Linked DNA regions of Sus scrofa: all the other regions are linked to region 1. Evidence: chromatin contacts called from public Hi-C and HiChIP or PLAC-seq data. All regions are on one chromosome and are shown on one strand. Each heading gives the region's core, a stretch centred on a gene start, on an enhancer-like site or on the middle of the called end of the contact. The rest is flanking DNA. Distances are from core to core; before and after follow the strand shown.

Region 1 (2,700 bases), core at 77-2,576:
GCCCTCCCCGCTCGCGCCGCTCGCGCCGCTCGCGCCGCCGCCGCCGCCGCGCGCGCCCCCGCGCCCGCACGGCCGCGCGCGCCGGCCCCTCCTCCTCCGGCCTTGCACTGCACAACGCTCATGACGTATCTTTATTTCTAGCACATTAACAAAATATCACAAATAAATTGTCGGCAGCCCCTGCGGCCCCGGGGTGCGGGTCCCCCCGGCCACTGCCCCCCGCGGCCCCCGCGCCTGCCTCCCAACCCTCCCCTGGCCTTGGGAGCTTGCAGGTTCCGAGGCCAAGTTTTTGTCTCCGTAAAAAATTGCGGGAAATTCAATTTTTATTCGACTCGGGGAAAAGTTTCTTTGCTCCGCGACGCGAATGTCTCACCAGATTCTGGTAGGTCCTGGGATGCTCCTTCCCGGTCCAGTCGGTGCGCCGGGGCAGCAGCTGCGGGGAGAGGGCACCCCGTGAGCCCGGCCCCCGGCCCCGGCCCGCCCGCGCCCCTCCCCCGCCTGCCCCCCGCCCCGCCGGGGACCCCGAGCCCCGCGCCCCGCGCCCCGGCGGCGGCGGCGGCGCAGCGGCCCGCTGGCGGCCGCGCAGCGGCGGGACGCGCGGGCCGCCGCCGCCCTTACCTCCTTCTCGGCCACCTCGCGGATCAGCACCTGCAACAACAAAGCGGGGAGAGCTGAGCCCCGCGCCCCGGGCCCGGCCCCGCCGCCGCCGCCGCCGCCCTCCCCCACGCCCGCGAGCGGCGAGCGCCCGCCCGGCCCGCCCCGCGCGCCGCCGTACCTGAGCCGCCTGCTGACAGGGTCCATCTTCCAGGAACCGGGCGATGAGGAAGTAGAGCTCTGCGCGGGAGAGAGGGACCGGAGACACAGGCTGAGCGGCCGGGCGGCGGGGGGCGGGGGCCCGCGGGCGGAATCGCCCGGTGCCAGCGGCCCCGGCAGCCCCCCGACTTACCCGATCGCAGCTCCGAGAGGCCTTTCCTCTCACAAGACATGTTTATGGGTCACTTCGGGGCCGCCGGCGGGACACCCCGCCGCCGAGGGGAAGCGGGGATGGTGCCGCCGCCTGCCCTATAGCTGTCACTGTGTGTTCACGAGCCGAGCCTGGGCTCCACCATTCAAGCTACGGCGGCGGAGGCGGAGGAGGAGGAGGAGGAAACAACAACTCTCAGGCAGCGGCTCCAGCCGCCGCCGCCTCCGCCGCGGATCCCTCCGCCGCAGAAAAGAGTCCGCCGCCTTCGCGGCCCCGGGCTCAGCCCGGTCCTGCCCGCGCCCCCGCCCCCCGGCGCTGAAAAAAAGGAGTGCCTCCGACCCCGCGCCCACGGCGCCCCGCACCCGGCGCGGCGAGCCCCCCGCCCGCTGCTTCCCGGCCGGAGGTGCTATTTATTTATTTATTTCCAGTCGAAGATGTCGGAGCCGAAGCCGCCGGTTGGCTGCAAGGCGCTTTCTCTGTGGAGGCCGATCGCGGGAGGGAGGGGGGTCGGCGACGGCTCTGCGGAGGGATCTGACGCACACGGCGCCGCAGCACAGGCTCTATTCAGTGGCGCTGGCTGAGGCTGAGATGGAAGTTAGTTTCTATGTAGCAGAAATAGGAAACAAATGAAGCAAAACTGCCCAGAGAGGGGAAATGCCCCGAGGATGGGTCTCACTCTCACGCGCGCGCACAGACACACACGCATAGAGCACTCTCACGCTGGGCAAACTCGGGATCGCGCCACCCTGCCCGAGTTGAATGATAGTGTTTGGTTTCTGTCTCTTGGCCATGTGCATGTGTATAAATGCTGCGGATTGGCATCTGTGTAAGTCTTGTCCTGTTATTTCTGCAGCCTAGGCAAAGTGTTGTGTAATTTAACGGAGAGCTGTATATTGCAGGAGAGGTTCAGGGGCTTTTTGTTGAGCCCTTGCGTTTCCAAGCCCGTTATTTGCTGAAGCCACCTCTGCATATATCTTTTATTACTGCCATTGCCTTAACCGTACATTTTTTAAATGTGTGGGGTTTTTTATTGTTATATTGGCAAAGCGAACTCGTAGTCTGTACTTCAGATACTCTTTTTTTTTTCCCCTTCGTTACAAAAAGGCTAGTAATGGCTAATTAGGGATTTGGGATTAAAGAACCTTAAAGCTTTCTTAAGTGTTTACGAGAAGGAATAGTGTAAACCTGAGAGAAAGGAAAGAACGCTAATATTTGTCTCTAACTGATCGGGAGGGAATATAGTGACAGATCAATAACCTACCGAAGGATAATGAGAGAGTATACTACACTTTAGCCAAAGTGATTAGTGATTAAATAATTTAAATTATCTGTGTATCTGTGTATACTTCGTCATGCTAATTAATGGCTTCTAATTTGAGGTGTAAACCATTCCTGTTTACAGTTAATCACGGGAAGACTTCTTGAAAACTGACAAAAAGAGAAAAAAATTAATCTTTTGTAAATGAGTATGTAATTACCGGTTTTATATGCTAAATCATACATCTGTGTTTTGCTGATGAGGATAAGGGCCTTGTTTTTTTAAAAACGAATATGGGTGAAATTAATGGAAACAATGGAAAAAGCCATTTGTTAGAAAACAAGGACACCAAGTGATATTTATCTCCAGATGATTTAAGCACTTTTCAAGAAGACTTGAGAGTTGATTTTTTTTTTAAGGACTGCGTTTTAAAGGGAATTAGGATTGTCGTTCTTTTGTTAACATTTAACAAAAGATT
Region 2 (2,700 bases), core at 180-2,679, 640 kb after region 1:
CTCTGCCTGCCAGCATCATCTGATCCCTCAAAGTCTCTTCTACAAGGCTATCTTTCCCCTCTTTCCTTTATATCCACACAACACTCTATTGGTACAGCGTGTCTTGTTCTGTCGCTATTTCCGTATCTGTCTTTTTCCTTTGCAGTCCATAGATGCTCTTGCTGACAGAGGAAATGACTTATGCGCTTTTCATGCGCTCTGGTACCTGTCAGAGAGGATAGACTCTGAGTTCTCATTTGTTGCATTTAACCATATCATCATAATTCCAAACTGAAGAAAACTTACACTTTTATAAACTGCATTTATATGGAGTATACAGTATCTACCTTAATAAAATTATTTTAAATTATAAATATTTCTGCATTTACAGTAGCCAAATAAAAGTACATTTGCAGAGAGAGGATTTACAGCCAGCACAATTTATATTTAAAATGGTTGAACAGGAAGAAGAAATAAAGTCCCATTAGGACTGTATCTTGTTATTGCACTAAATTAAAAAAAAAAAAGGAAAATGGAATGACCTCCAATAAATAATAGGGAAGGTTATACCCTTGAAATATTCAAAATAGCTCTAAAAAAACAAATGCTTCAAAACTATTCGCGTTTGTGCAAGAAATCTACCAAAGAGCCAGAGACCTCATCATCTAATTTCTTTCTTCCCAAACTATTAATTAACGTTGTTCCCAGACCTCTGGCAAAGCTCCCCTGCTGAAAGGAAGAAAGTAAATACAGTAAGTAATGCAGAGAAAACTGGTTCTTTTTCTCAGAGCTGTGAGAGCTTGCGCTTTTGTGAAACAGAAAACGCTTGCTGAAGAACTATTCCTAAACTATTAGCAACTATATAAAAGCTTTTTATTTAACAGCATCCTCCTGGGAGACTGCGCTGGAATGCGCAGCAGGTCTGAAAAAGGCACAGATTTGGCTCAACTGTAAATATTAGGTGCAGAAAGGCGAAGCCATTGTGTAAGGAAGGGGGAGCGGCGGGTGGGGTCCTGATTCCCGATGTTGATAGCAGGATTCTAATTTCGCTTGGTGTTTTTTTCTACTACAATTACAAGTTTGCTAGAAAAATAAAATATCGGTTGTGCTTTCACCTGGGTTTCTAATTTTCAACGTCTACCAAAAAAAAAAAAAAAAAAAAAAAAAAAACCAACAAAAAACCGAATTCCGCTCATTTACCCTCAATCACCTTGTGCAATCTCCAGAGCCTATGGGAAAACAGAGGAGCGCCCAGTCGTCCCCCCACGCCGGCCCCTCCACCCCCTCCCGGGCGCCCGGCCGCGCCACCCCGCCGGTTGCGGGTCCCTGGGGCTCGCACGGCGCGCAGGCGGCCAGGAGACTTAGGTCTCTGCGGGCTCCACGGTGTCTGTTGACGTCTCTGGGTGGGGATGCTCCAAGCCAGTAAATCACAACACAGCACCCAACCCTGGACTTTGAACCAGGCTATTCTCGCCTAGTTTTCTTTTTTTCCCCCTGGTCTCGCCAGGATCCCGGCCACCCCTGTCACAGCTCCTTCCCGGCCTCGGCTGTTCTTCTCTACCCGCGAGGGTCCGGGATCCACGCGCAGTAAGCAGGCGGCTGCAAGGAGCTCAGTCCACCCGCCACTCAGGAAGGGGACCGGGACTACAACTCCCAGCACGCTCCGCGGCCCGCTGCCGCCCCACCCCTCCCCCTCCTCCTTACCTCGGTTGGCGGCCGGGAAGCTCTGAGCTTTCATCTGCGGACCCGGCGGGAGGGAGCCGGTTCCCTGCGACCGTCCCGGCTCCGAGTGCTGTGCCCGGCGGTGGTGGCGAAGGCGGCAGCGGCGGCTCTCAGTCGAGTTCTGCCTCCGCGTCCGCGCCTGCCCGGAGCCCGCTGGGACAGACGGTTTGTCCCGGCGCGGCGAGAGGATGGTCATCCGCGTGTTCATCGCCTCCTCCTCGGGCTTCGTGGCGGTGAGCACTTAGGGGACCGGCCGCTGGCCGGTGTCGGCTCTGTTGGGGTAAGGGGCGTAGGGCGCGGGTCCTGCAGGAAGCGCGCGGCGCTTGCCCGTGAGAGTCTCCGCTCGCGGCGCGTCCGGCGGCGGGAGCCCGCGCCCGGCAGGTGATCCACTGCACTTGGACAACAATGAATAGGGCGGGGAGCAGAGGTGGATGGGGTACCCCAGACCCACCCACGTGCCCACCCTGCTCGGCCTGCTAGGAGACGGGGAAATGGACTCGGCAAGGAGCCCCTAGCTCCAGTTGTGGGGCTTGGGAATTTGGGGGGAGGGCGAGAGCTTCGTGGGTCCCACTTCCCTTGGTGTTAGTTCTTGCCGATTTGGGAATTTCAGCTTGGTTATGTTTTGTTAGGGAGCTTGTTAGGCTGCTGGGTTTGCTAACCTGCCTCCCTAGTGAACCAAGTTTAAGTGGGAATTGCTCCCCACCCCATACCCGGCACCAAGCGCGTTTCTTCAGTTTTATACCAGCGAAAAGAGGGTGGCCAACCAGGTTTGTCCTGTCGTGCCCGGGTTTTTGGTTTGTTTTCTCCTTTTTTTTTTTTTTTTTTTGCCTAGGGTGCTATATTTTTATATCTATGTAAACGTGGTGCGTTTGGTGCGTTTTTTTCCCCCTGAAATGTTAGTTAGTTTCATCTTGAAATATATAAATTGTGGTCTCTTTAATTATTTAAGCTTTTTTTTTTTTTTTTTTGGTCGATATTCTTGAATTTTTTAAGAAAGAA
Region 3 (2,749 bases), core at 71-2,570, 710 kb after region 1:
CAGTATTTTTCTTGGGTAGAGCAAGTGGGTGGATGATAAAAACAGCGTGTTCCTTTTGTCTTACAATAACCTTGATTACAGTCAAGGTTCTTTGCCTAACAATAGCTTTGATTATATTCAAAGCTAACAGAAAATGACTATATATTTGAAATTTAAGATTTGGAAAGCCCCCATTTATTTATGAGTGTGTTTGTGTGTGTACACACACATATATCTTAATGGAAATTTGTCTCAATTTTTAGTTCTACTTAGTTTTAAATAAAGAGAGGCAAGGAGTATCTTTAAACAGAATGTTCTTTCCAGTTATTCGATTCAAGCCTTGGTCTAGCCTATGACCTATAGCAATCACCAGAAAGAAAACGAAATGATTACAAAGTCAGTCACAAGGAACAGTAGCAATGCCAAAGCATAAAGACATAGGAACAAAGGAGGCAATTCCGGAATAAAGAGAGAAAGTAGTATAACTGAACTGGGTAATTGTTGTAAAACTTGGCTATATGTTTTGAAATCAAGACAGACACGTGCTCTGGGTTGTCCGACTTGGAGAAAAACTTCCTAAGATCACAAAGGAGCAGAATTGGAAGGCAGGGTTTCCACCCTTTCAACTCTTCTGAATTCTCCCACCCAGCATTCTTCTTTCAGATTCCTAATACCATAGATTCACATTTGTTAAGCTATAAAATTTCAGAGTGGGGAAGAAGGAAACGTTAAGTGATTTTAAGTGATTAACTGATGAACTTTTGAAGTATTTCCAGAAGTCTAAAAGCCTCCACTCTTCCGTGTTGGCTGCTTTCTGCTTGCTTTGAAAACCAAATCAACTCATGGTAGTCTCCAGAAACGGATGCGGGTCCAGAGGAAAGGAAAACACCCACACCGTGTTGTAGGAGAAAAAACTTCTTGTTTGTGTCTGCGGAACTTGGTGTATCTTTAATGAACATTCTGATAGTCAAGCAAAATCCAAGAAGTTCCAGTGCCAGTGAAAATAGAGCAAAATAAAATTAGCAAGTAGCCAGGTACAACATATACTCTTAGTTTGAATTTTGCACAGAAAATTAGAGCTGGCACAGAATGAAGGAAAATTATGATGTGTATATATATGTATGTGTGTAAGTGTGTGTGTGTAAAGTCTAGGGCAAAAATGTATATTACACATTTAATATTTGTGAAAAAAATACATTGTATATATAGTATATATGATATGCATATATTTTTCCTGGATCATCTTGGGGAAAATAAATGTTCAGCAGTATGGATGTGCAGAACCGGCGCCCTTGGTTAACAGGACTTGGGTGGTGGCGACACCTAGAGGCCTGATAGCTGAGTGCAAGTCAGACTGAACTGCGTGTTGCATTTTAACCGTCACTATAACAATGAAAAGACCGGTGAAGATAACAGTGAGAAGGCAATCTACCTTTCAGAACAGGCCTTTTTCAGTATATATTTACGTAAGTTACATTGGAAATGAAGGCCTGGGGAAGGAGAAGGTTTGTGACTGGGGAGACCTGAGTTCTCCAGGGAGGTGGGCGGGCCTGTCTTCCTGGGGGAGAAGGTGGAGAAACCCGTGGAGGGCGGAGGATCGCCAGAGGGGTTTCCTTTGAACTTACCTTGCTGCAGTTCTCAAGGAGTTCTAGAGAATCTTAAAAGTAAGATAGAGACCAAATAGGATTGCTCACAGCACCAACCACAGGAGCCTTGCCCCAGTAGGTGATAGAAAATGATGAATGAAGTGCGACTTTGCATTTTGGTGGAGTGAACTGGAAAGAAGCCCCTATTTCCCTCCCAGCCCTGACTCAGCTGAGCCAGCAGAAGGGCAGGGGGTTGCAAAACATGTGTGGGTGTGAAAGTTATCTTGGCAGGCCCCTTGCAGCTCAAGGAGGAAGAGGAGAGAAAAACAGCACAAGACAGAGAAGATGAGCCCAGAGGCATTTTTCTCTTCTTCATGTTGCAAAAGAGCATTAATTTCACACTGTGTTAGATTCCTTTTGCTGCTGTAACACATCACTGGAAGCTAGTGGCTTAAAACAACAGAAATGTATCTTAGGGTTCAGGAAGTCAGAAGCCCCAAATAGGCTAAAATCAAGGTGTTGGTAGGGATGCAATCCTTTCTGATGGCTCCTGGAGAAAAACTATTGTCTTGCCTTTTTCAGCTTCCAGAACCTCAGCTCCAAGCTGTGTGACTCGACCTCTGCTTTCATCTCACGTCTCCGTCTCCTTCTCTGACTCTGACACTACCTCCTTTCCCTTAGAAGGATCCTTGGCATTACATTGGACCTACTGATAATAATCTAGGTTAGACTCCTTTCCAAGGTCATGAATTCCATCTGCAAAGTCCCCTTTACCAATGTAAAGCAGGTGTGGGAGACCAGGACACAGACATCTTTGAGAGGAGAGGGCAGTCTCCTGTCCTTCACAAGCACCTCATAAATCACCACTGTGCCAGCTGGGCACAGGAGGTATAAAGTCCCAACCTCTAATATGGTAGGGATAGGGCCCTGCAAATACATCAGATTTTCCACAGTACTGTTGCCAAAATGTTGGCTGCCTCTGTCCACCGAGACCAAATGGAAACTCAGAGACAGAGCTGGAGGAAATAGAAAATGTAGTTAATTGCCAGGCAAAGAGGGGACACAGCAGGCTAGTGCCTCAAGGATTGTGCCCACCCCCCTTGAAGGGGTTAGTGAGGAGTCTTACAGTGTTTGAGGAGCCGGGAGTGATCAGCTCATGGACATTTTCCTGATTGGTGGGTAGT
Region 4 (2,700 bases), core at 143-2,642, 520 kb after region 1:
AGAAGCAAACTCAAGGACCTGTAGCTATTCTTCAAGGGCCATAGATAATATTCTGAGCCATCTCTTTTGAGCTGTTGTGTAGATACTGAAACCCCCAGCAGGTGGAAAAAGTTAACTACATGATGACCAAACTGTAACCATGATATAAGCTGCCACAATTCTGAGAACTCATCTCAAAGAAATGGGAACAAATGGACCCTGGAACTGAAGTCTAACTGTACTTAAAACAATCAAGATGATGCTGCTCAGACTAACAATGACCAATTTCAAGATGACTGTCAGAGCTGACCATGCTGTTTCTGCATGTAGCCCCCTCCCTCTGCCTACGCATTCCTGAATCTCCCCTTTAAAAGCTCTTGCCCCCTGATTGTCAGTGGTGGGGAGTCAGCCTTTGGACATGAGTCCACCCTCTCCACCAGTTACCAGCCTCCAAAATAAAGCAGATTTTCCTTTCCACCAAGCTCACCTCTTGGGCACTGGCTTTCAGTAACAAACTGTTATTGAACTTTGACCAGCATACCTCCAAACCCAGAGTTTCTGAGTCAAGGTCTCTATACACTAGGCAGCAACCTGTGAATAAGATGCATTCACTGCCTCTTGATAGGAAACAAAATTTTGAGCTTATAAAAAAATTAAAATAAACTGTAATAAAAATTGTATCTGTCCATGAAGAAAAGCTTAGTATCTATAGTAGCCATTCGTCTCGATATTTACCACTTCCTACTGTCCTATGGGTACTGGTCCCAGTGGATCTTTCCAGCTGTTGTTAACTTCAGCTACTTTGGCGATGGAGCTTCAGTGAGCGAGCCAGGCAGGTGAAAGCCTTAGGACATCAGTTAAAGCCTAAACATAAAATAAGGAGACCATAAAAGAAACTGCCATTTGAGTAGCAAATGATCTGATACACCTTCTTTCAGCAGTCTCTCTCTGGCTCTATTTCTGGCTAAGAAGGTATTTAAAGGTCAGTGTAAACAACTGCTGGTCTCCAAGCCTCTCAGTTGGCCTTCAGCCTCCCCCTATTTAATCCTCCCAACTGAACTTCTGATTCATCGTCTTAACAATGACCCTTTCCCTCTGCCTCTTCCTCCCCTCCCTTCGTGGTTTTTCTTCCAGTCCCTTGTGGCATTGCTGCAGCTCCCCTCCCTGGCCTGTCTGGACATGCTTGTGATGTCAGATGCCTGCCCTTGAGCTGTCCTTTTGTATCCATGGTGATGGATGAAAAATAAGCCGCTTTGCAGTGATTTGAACTTTAATCCATTCAAATGATGCACAGTTTATTACTCAGGTGATTTTCCCCCCCAATATTTTCAGATCACTGAAATCTTGAATTATTAAAGAAGTATTAACATGCTTTTTGTTTTCCTTTGTTCCTTTTTTCAAACCTTTTTTTTTTTTTTTTGCCTTGGTAAATTCAAATAATCCTTTTGATCTCTGCACCTGAAATTTTTCTTGATAATTAAATCAATAGGAAAATAATTGCAGAAACGTGATTCCAAATGAAAAGAAATTATAAAAGACATCATTTAAAGTGCCTTCTCACTACAGTTGCATAAGAAATTCGTATTAGGCTAAGTAAAGTATAGAGGACCTTCATTACACTAGGGAAAACATGAGAAAACTGTAAAACATTTACAAAGTAGTGCTGCCCAAAAATGTTGGCCTCTTAATATTAGTAGTATGTGGAATCACTCCAGTGGTCTATAGATATAGTATTATATAACTGGTTTCAAATCCTTCTGAATTCAGGAAAGAGAAAAATCTCATCCTGGTGGCAGTTTTTAGCACTTTGCTAATACTTACAAATCATTTTTTAAAAACAGCAAGAACATGGAGTTCCTGCTGTGGCTCAGCTGAAATGAATCTGACTAGCATCCATGGGGATGCAGGTTCGATCAGTGGGTTAAGGATCCAGTGTTGCCATGAGCTGTGGTGTAGGTCGCAGACGCAGCTCGGATCCCGTGTTGCTGTGGCTATGGCATAGGCCAGTGGCTACAGCTCCGACTGGATCCCTAACCTGGAACTTCCATATGCTGGGGGTATGACCCTAAAAAGACAAATAAAATAAAATAAAATAAGCTGCAAGGATTTGTTGTACAGCACAGGGAATATAGCCAATACTTTATAGTAACTATAAATGGAATATAACCTTTAAAATTGTCAATCATTATATTGTACCCTTGTAACATATAATATTGTACATCAACTAGATTTCAATTAAAAAAAAAAAACCACAAGAGTATACCTCTCAACGATCAACATAACCAGAGGTGAGTAAGCTTTGGAGAAAAAACATTAATATCCTATGAAATATCCAAAATAGGAAGCTCATACAGACAGAAAATAGAACAGAGGTAATAACCAGAAACAAAAGAAGGGGGCAGGGAATGGGAGTTACTGTCTAATGGATACAGAATTGGGTTTTTTGTTTTTCTTTTCTTCCTCCTTCGTCTTTTTAGGGCTGCACCTGAGGCATATGGAGGTTCCCAGGCTAGGGGCTGAATCAGAGCCTCAGCCGCTGGCCTGCACCACAACAAGAGCACAGTGGGATCTGAGCTGGGTCTGAGACCTACACCATAGCTCACAGCAGTGCCAGATCCTTATTAACCCACTGAGTGGGGCCAGGGATCGAACCCTCATCCTCACGGATACTAGTCAGATTCATTTCTGCTGAGCCACAACGGGAACTCCAGAATTGTTGTT

What was found. A called contact is a pair of places that touch in the nucleus more often than the background predicts. HiChIP or PLAC-seq counts read pairs in DNA pulled down with a chosen protein or histone mark.
Region 2: a contact with region 1 is called in an H3K27ac HiChIP or PLAC-seq map of alveolar macrophages. The contact joins the promoter of SH3BGRL2 here to the promoter of PHIP in region 1. A contact is called at or near these places in 3 of 5 promoter capture datasets (fetal liver, fetal skeletal muscle and liver) and 2 of 2 datasets of contacts at active chromatin or transcription factors (alveolar macrophages and skeletal muscle).
Region 3: an H3K27ac HiChIP or PLAC-seq map of alveolar macrophages shows a contact between it and region 1. The contact joins the enhancer-like site here to the promoter of PHIP in region 1. A contact is called at or near these places in 1 of 5 promoter capture datasets (liver), 4 of 47 Hi-C or Micro-C datasets (embryonic fibroblasts, epiblast stem cells and fetal skeletal muscle) and 2 of 2 datasets of contacts at active chromatin or transcription factors (alveolar macrophages and skeletal muscle).
Region 4: a Hi-C map of embryonic fibroblasts shows a contact between it and region 1, with 1.5 times the contacts expected there. The contact joins the promoter of LCA5 here to the promoter of PHIP in region 1. A contact is called at or near these places in 1 of 5 promoter capture datasets (fetal liver), 2 of 47 Hi-C or Micro-C datasets (brain and embryonic fibroblasts) and 2 of 2 datasets of contacts at active chromatin or transcription factors (alveolar macrophages and skeletal muscle).

The regions. Positions count from the first base shown.
Region 1 is chr1:87,115,510-87,118,209 of Sscrofa11.1, reverse strand. It overlaps PHIP (PH-interacting protein), which reads right to left and starts at 1,326. Exons shown (of 40, transcript XM_021092177.1): 1 at 947-1,326; 2 at 776-834; 3 at 619-648; 4 at 374-433. The coding sequence starts at 986.
Region 2 is chr1:86,480,534-86,483,233 of Sscrofa11.1, reverse strand. It overlaps SH3BGRL2 (SH3 domain-binding glutamic acid-rich-like protein 2), which reads left to right and starts at 1,429. Exons shown (of 5, transcript XR_002344061.1): 1 at 1,429-1,934.
Region 3 is chr1:86,404,967-86,407,715 of Sscrofa11.1, reverse strand. No RefSeq gene overlaps it. Among named protein-coding and RNA genes, the nearest start is that of SH3BGRL2, 75 kb to the left of the region's middle. Within about 2 kb of position 1,320, at least 9 of the 83 cell types and tissues checked have an H3K27ac peak or open chromatin away from gene starts, as enhancers often do. A contact at or near this core is called in alveolar macrophages, where this site is marked.
Region 4 is chr1:86,595,659-86,598,358 of Sscrofa11.1, reverse strand. It overlaps LCA5 (lebercilin), which reads right to left and starts at 1,392. Exons shown (of 8, transcript XM_003121398.6): 1 at 715-1,392.